2 separate regions of the Sus scrofa genome follow, and region 1 is linked to region 2. The links are chromatin contacts, called in public promoter capture Hi-C maps. All regions are on one chromosome and are shown on one strand. The core of a region is the stretch at or near the end of the contact, and the rest is flanking DNA. Distances in the headings are between cores, read along the strand shown.

Region 1 (2,700 bases), core at 89-2,588, 320 kb after region 2:
TGCTTTACTACACCTTAAATGCCACCGGCTCTTCCTTTTGCCTGGAATGCCCTTCCTTCCTTTTTCCACTTGACGAATTCCTAATCATCTTTTAGGACCCGAATAAACTCCATCTCCTCTAGGAAACCTTTCCCAGCTTGCCCAGGCAAAAGAGACCATACCCACACCCTGATGCATTATTTGAATGATTTGTTGCTCTTCATGCTACACCTTTAGCTTTTAGAACCAGGACTGGTTTACAGGCTCAGCGCACTGCCTCACAGTCAGTGAGATGCCTAATAAACAAATGTCACTCCTTCGACAAATCAAACTTTAAGGCATGCAAGTGTAACAGACCCTCCTGACAACTGTCTTCTAAGGCCCCCATCGACTTGTAAAGAGAAACTTGTACTAGAGTGAAAGCAAAATTTTCACCAATGGTATTACCGGGAAGTCGCTGAACAGATCGTGCTTTCCAAGCACACTTTCAGCTCATAATATCAAAGTCACATACACGCTGCTTCTGATGCAAATCGTTTTGCCAAGATCCTCTGGGGTCTATGGCTAGTCACGCTATATATCACCGATCTCTAACAGCGCTCATATTCCCTTGAGGGATTTTTAAATCAATTGCCTAACGGACCTCACTACGTACAACTCTGAACAAGTCTCTGGGGGCCGCACAAGCCAGGGTTCCTAAGGTTAACAAAGCCTCGGCCCCGCACTACTCTGTTAAAATTCTGGAAGCAGCAGTTGCAAAAGCAGGTGCCGGGCCACTCACCTTCGAGGATGGACACGACGATGAGCAGTTGGTCGGACTTGGAGACCATGGTCGCGGTCGGCGGCCCACAGGCGGGGTCTGCTGGGAGGAAGAGGGGCCCGGGTGAGCTGCAGGTAGCCCGCCACCCACGGCAGGGCTCTGGGTGAGGCTTCCGTCGCCCGCCCGTGGCCCCAGACGCCCGGACCCAGCTCTGCGGCCCGCTTGTAGCGCGCCCGGCTTCCCGTCCCCAGGCTGACAGTCCACCCGCAACCGGGCCCCGACAGAAGACAAAAGCCACTCAGCAGCCGGCTGGGCCAGTCTGCAGGGAGAGGGGAGCCCGCCGCCTGAGCACCTTTTGCCGCCCGCGTAGCCGCTTTTCAAACGCCCGGGCAGCCGCCGCGGCCGCCACCGCGCCCCGCTTCCGCCTAGCAACCAGGCCCGCAGGCCCTGCGCGCAGGGGAGGCTGGAGGACAAAGGGTGATAGAGACCAGGGCAGTCGAAGATAGAACGCCCCTTAGCCGGCTTCCCTTCCTGGCCTTTTACGCTACGTTCCAGAGGTCTCGGGAGAAGACTAGCCATTACCTCACAGCGCCCCCTGCTAGCCGGATGGGGGAAAGCGGGCGATTTGGTGGAGAACAACTGCGCAGGCGCACTACTGCAGTAAACACTTCCTGAAGTTCCCCTGGGAGGAACGTGAATGCGCTGTATTCTCTGCTTTATGCCCTAAACAACCTGGAAATTGTATCAGTAGTCATTAAAGGAAAAACAAACAAACAAACAAAAACAACAATTAGGTCTGTTCAGGTCCCAAGTATCAACACTGCTTAGAAGTTAAGTTACAGAGCAATAATAATTTACATCTGAACTCTGAAATTGCTAAATTGTCCTCGCGCTGCAGCTCAAGTTTCCACGCCTTATAAACAAGTAGCGTCAATACGGTAATTACTGTAACGTTGGCAGTGACGTAAGCTCTCTGAGAATTTCCTGTGCTTTAGAAATTACCCTAAAACAAAAACATTGTCACGTGGGCAGTGAAATTAAAGGTATAGGGTTTTCTAACCCCGGACCACAAAGTAACTAATTAGCAAAATCAAGACCAGAAATTAAACAAGGCTGACAACCGACATTTTCCCTTTTCCACCCTTCTCCCCCTAAAACTTCAGGCATTATTTTAGAGAAGATTAAAAATCTTTTGGAGGTCACCTAGTTTGAAATTGGATCTTGGACGAGATAGGTGGGAGGGAAGAGGAAGAGAGTACAATTTCTCCTTCCCCACCTCCACCTCTGCTTTGTGCAGGGAGCTGGAGACCATACTAGATTACTTCTAAGACCCTTTCAGGGCATTCCCTGGTGGCCCAGCCGTTAAGGACGCAAGGCTGTGGCTGGGGGTTCAGTCCCAAGCCAGGGAACTTCATGCTGGGAGACCCAAAAAAAGAGGAGTTCACTCGCCTTGTGACTCAGTGGAAACTACCCCACCTAGTATCCACGAGAATGCGGGTTCCTTCCCTGGCCTGGCTCAGCGGGGTAAGCATCCAGCGTTGCTGTGACCTGTGGCATAGGCTGGCGACTACAGCTCCACTTGGACCCTAGCCTGAGAACTTCTATATGCTGTGCTGCCCTAAAAAGAAAAAAAAAAAAAGTGGAAGAATCTAAATCCTTTTCAGGACCCTTCAGAGGCCTCCCTGAGTGAAATAACACATTATGCCATATAAAATCAAAATAATGATCTACTTTGGGTTCATTGTTGAATGATACATTCTTTTGAGGAAAATATCAGACTCGAAAGTAGATAGAATAATGTAATGAACCTGTAGGTACCCACAACACAGCTCCAACAATTATCAGCTTAAAACCAATCATCTTCATCTGGTGCAGAGGAGCCATGATTTGAAGGAAATCCCTTATATATTGATTATTCTCTTTCAATATGTACCTCTAAAAAGAGAGACTTTTTTTAAACA
Region 2 (2,700 bases), core at 141-2,640:
GTTTGCCTTTAACTTCGGTACTATCAATCTATCCAGGGATGACTGATGACCTTGTCACAACGACGCCAGTCAAAACAGTTTCGGCCCAACTCTGTTCCAAGTAGCACCGAGGCATCCTGCGTGAGACCCGAAAAAAGTCGAAATAGCTCGTTTCCCAGGCTCAGACGAAATGAGTGGTGGGAAGACAAAAAGAAACAAGCAGAAATCAGGAAAGAATGACTATTAATTGTTCAGAGTGGCAGGTACTAAATAAATTGGTTTGTTTGGGGAAAGGCAAATGTTATTTCTTCCCTTTGAGGTGTGGACAGAACTCTGGCGATGAGAAAGCGCCTGAGCCGGTCAATTTCACACAGCCGGCTTGCGTCTTCCGCTCACCGACTTACGAAAACATCTGGAAGAGGTGGAGGTGGGTGTCTAATTCGTGGGTGTGAGACCTGCGAATGCGAGACACCTGGAGTGTGAGACCCAATGCAGACACCTGGAAGGGCTGCAGCGGCCCAAGGCGCCCGGAGTAGGTAAGGTAGGGGCGGGGCTGCTCTCTCAGGCTGCACGTCGGGCGCCAGGTTTTGAGTTGAAAGACCTATGCATGGTCCTCTGGGGGCAGCCCCAGTTAGCCAAAGGCAAACAAGCCTCGCCTGTATCCGGGTGCAGTTGTACCACCAGACCTAGCTCTGGATACTTGCCTCTCAACGCCAAAAGGGAGAAGGAGCGAGCTCCCCAGGAAGAGTGGGTGGGCGAGCGCTGGGCGGTGTGAGACTCCATTACAGCCCTCTCCCAGTCCCGCCGCCAGGCTTGCATCCCGCTAGGATCAGCGCCCTTTAGAGACCCTCGGTCTCACACCTCCCAGCTCAGCAAAGCCTGCCTCCGCCACTGCCGACCGAGGGTTTCATTCCAGCGAGCAAGCCGCCCCGCCCCCGACTCCCCCTTCACCCCCCCCACCCCAGGATTGACGTGAGAGGTTGAGTGCCGGGCTAGTCGACCCTAGCACCCAGCAGTACTCCTTGAAAAACTGAGACCCGCAAAAGCGCAAACCCAGTGCCGAGACTTGGTCCACTCGCCGGGCCGCGCACGCCCACCCCGATGCGGACCCCAAACGTGTGCTGAGATGCACTCTGGTTTCTACATTTCCACTGCTTTCAGGACCAGGGCAGTGAGCCTGCACCTAGAAAAGACAAATCATGAGCAGAAAGAGACAACACGCGAATGGAAGACGTCATGCCCCCCTCCCCCAAAAAAGTGGGGGGTGGGAGGGCGGAGGAGGTATTTGTGCAGGAGAGGCGCTCAAACGGTGTGGATACAGCCGAGTTAGAAGTTCCTTCTTTCTCTTCTCCCCTCCCCTCCTTTCTCCTGGCCTGCCTCCCGCCTCCCCTCAATCTCAATCTCTCTCTCTCTCTCTCTCTCTCTCACACACACACACACACACACACACACACACACACTCGTATTTTGTGCTGTCGTAAAACCCACGTGTCCAGCCGGGTGGCTGCCAGAGCGTGGAGCGGTGGAACTGGGACGCGGCAGCGGCCGAGCCCAGCAGCCCGCCGCGGCTCAGTCGGGCGCCCAGGTTCGCCCGTGCTGCCGCGCTCGGCATAACTGTTCTCACGCCCTCCGCAGGCCTCCACGTCCCTGGCTTGCGGCCCCAGAGGGTCCCGGGCGGCGGGATCTCTAGGACTCTGCTCTCGCGCTGCCCAGGGGCATGTAGCGCACCGAAGGCGCACACTCTCCCTCACGCTCACTGAGACACGCGCACGCACCCACCAGCGGCTCGGAGTTTTCAGGTGAGCGTGGCTCGTCCAGGGTTGAGGTTCTTGGGCCCGGGAAATAGGAGGCTGGAGGTCCCGCGCTGGGGGCGGGGGGCGAGACTGTCCCGCCTCCTGGCGCCGGAGGCCAGCACGGCTCAGGCGCTGCGCCACTCCGGCTCTGGTCGGCTCTGAGCGCAGGCAGAGGCCAGGGACTGCGTCCTGCCACCGAGTTCTGTTGGGAAGCGCCCTCTCGCCGAGCTTCGACAGTGTTGGGTGGGCGTTGGGCGGTTCGGGCTGGGAGGCTAGGCAGGGTGCACGCAGCTCCCCTCGTGCAGCGCCGTGGCTTCAGAGTAAACTCTGCGCCCCAGCCGAGTTGGGAGGAGGGAGCTGCCGAACTGGGCTGCCGCCGACGGAGTCAAAGACTCAAACTCTCGCTCCAGGGTTTTGGCGGCCATCCTCCGCGCCCCCTCTCTCACCAGGCCCTCAGCCCTGCTCACGCAGACCCTCTTCTTTGCCCTCTGCCCCCAGCTTGAGGCGTCGGACATGCTGAAGCCCGGAGACCCCGGCGGATCGGCTTTTCTCAAAGTGGACCCAGCTTATTTGCAGCACTGGCAGCAACTCTTCCCGCACAGCAGCGGCGGCCCGCTCAAGAGCGGCGGCGCCGTGGGTCCCCTGGGCGCGCCGCAACCTCTCCAGCCGCCGCCGCCACAGGAGCGCGCCGAGGCCCCGCCGGACAGCCTGCGTCCGCGGCCCTCCTCGCTCTCCTCCGCCTCCTCCACTCCAGCTTCCTCCTCCACCTCGGCCTCGTCCGCCTCCTCCTGCGCTGCTGCCGCCGCCGCCGCCGCGGCGCTGGCTGGTCTCTCGGCCCTGCCCGTGGCTCAGCTGCCGGTGTTCGCGCCTCTGGCCGCCGCCGCCGTCGCCGCGGAGCCGCTGCCCCCCAAGGACCTGTGCCTCGGCG

Evidence for each region. Promoter capture Hi-C pulls out the DNA fragments that hold promoters and counts their contacts.
Region 1: a promoter capture Hi-C map of liver shows a contact between it and region 2, with 2.8 times the contacts expected there. The contact joins the promoter of CEP120 here to the promoter of PRDM6 in region 2. A contact is called at or near these places in 1 of 5 promoter capture datasets (liver) and 1 of 47 Hi-C or Micro-C datasets (embryonic fibroblasts).

Annotation. Positions count from the first base shown.
Region 1 is chr2:126,928,779-126,931,478 of Sscrofa11.1, forward strand. CEP120 (centrosomal protein of 120 kDa) reads right to left here and starts at 1,339. Exons shown (of 21, transcript XR_002341873.1): 1 at 1,092-1,339; 2 at 761-838.
Region 2 is chr2:126,604,260-126,606,959 of Sscrofa11.1, forward strand. PRDM6 (putative histone-lysine N-methyltransferase PRDM6) reads left to right here and starts at 1,391. Exons shown (of 7, transcript XM_021084685.1): 1 at 1,391-2,700. The coding sequence starts at 2,286.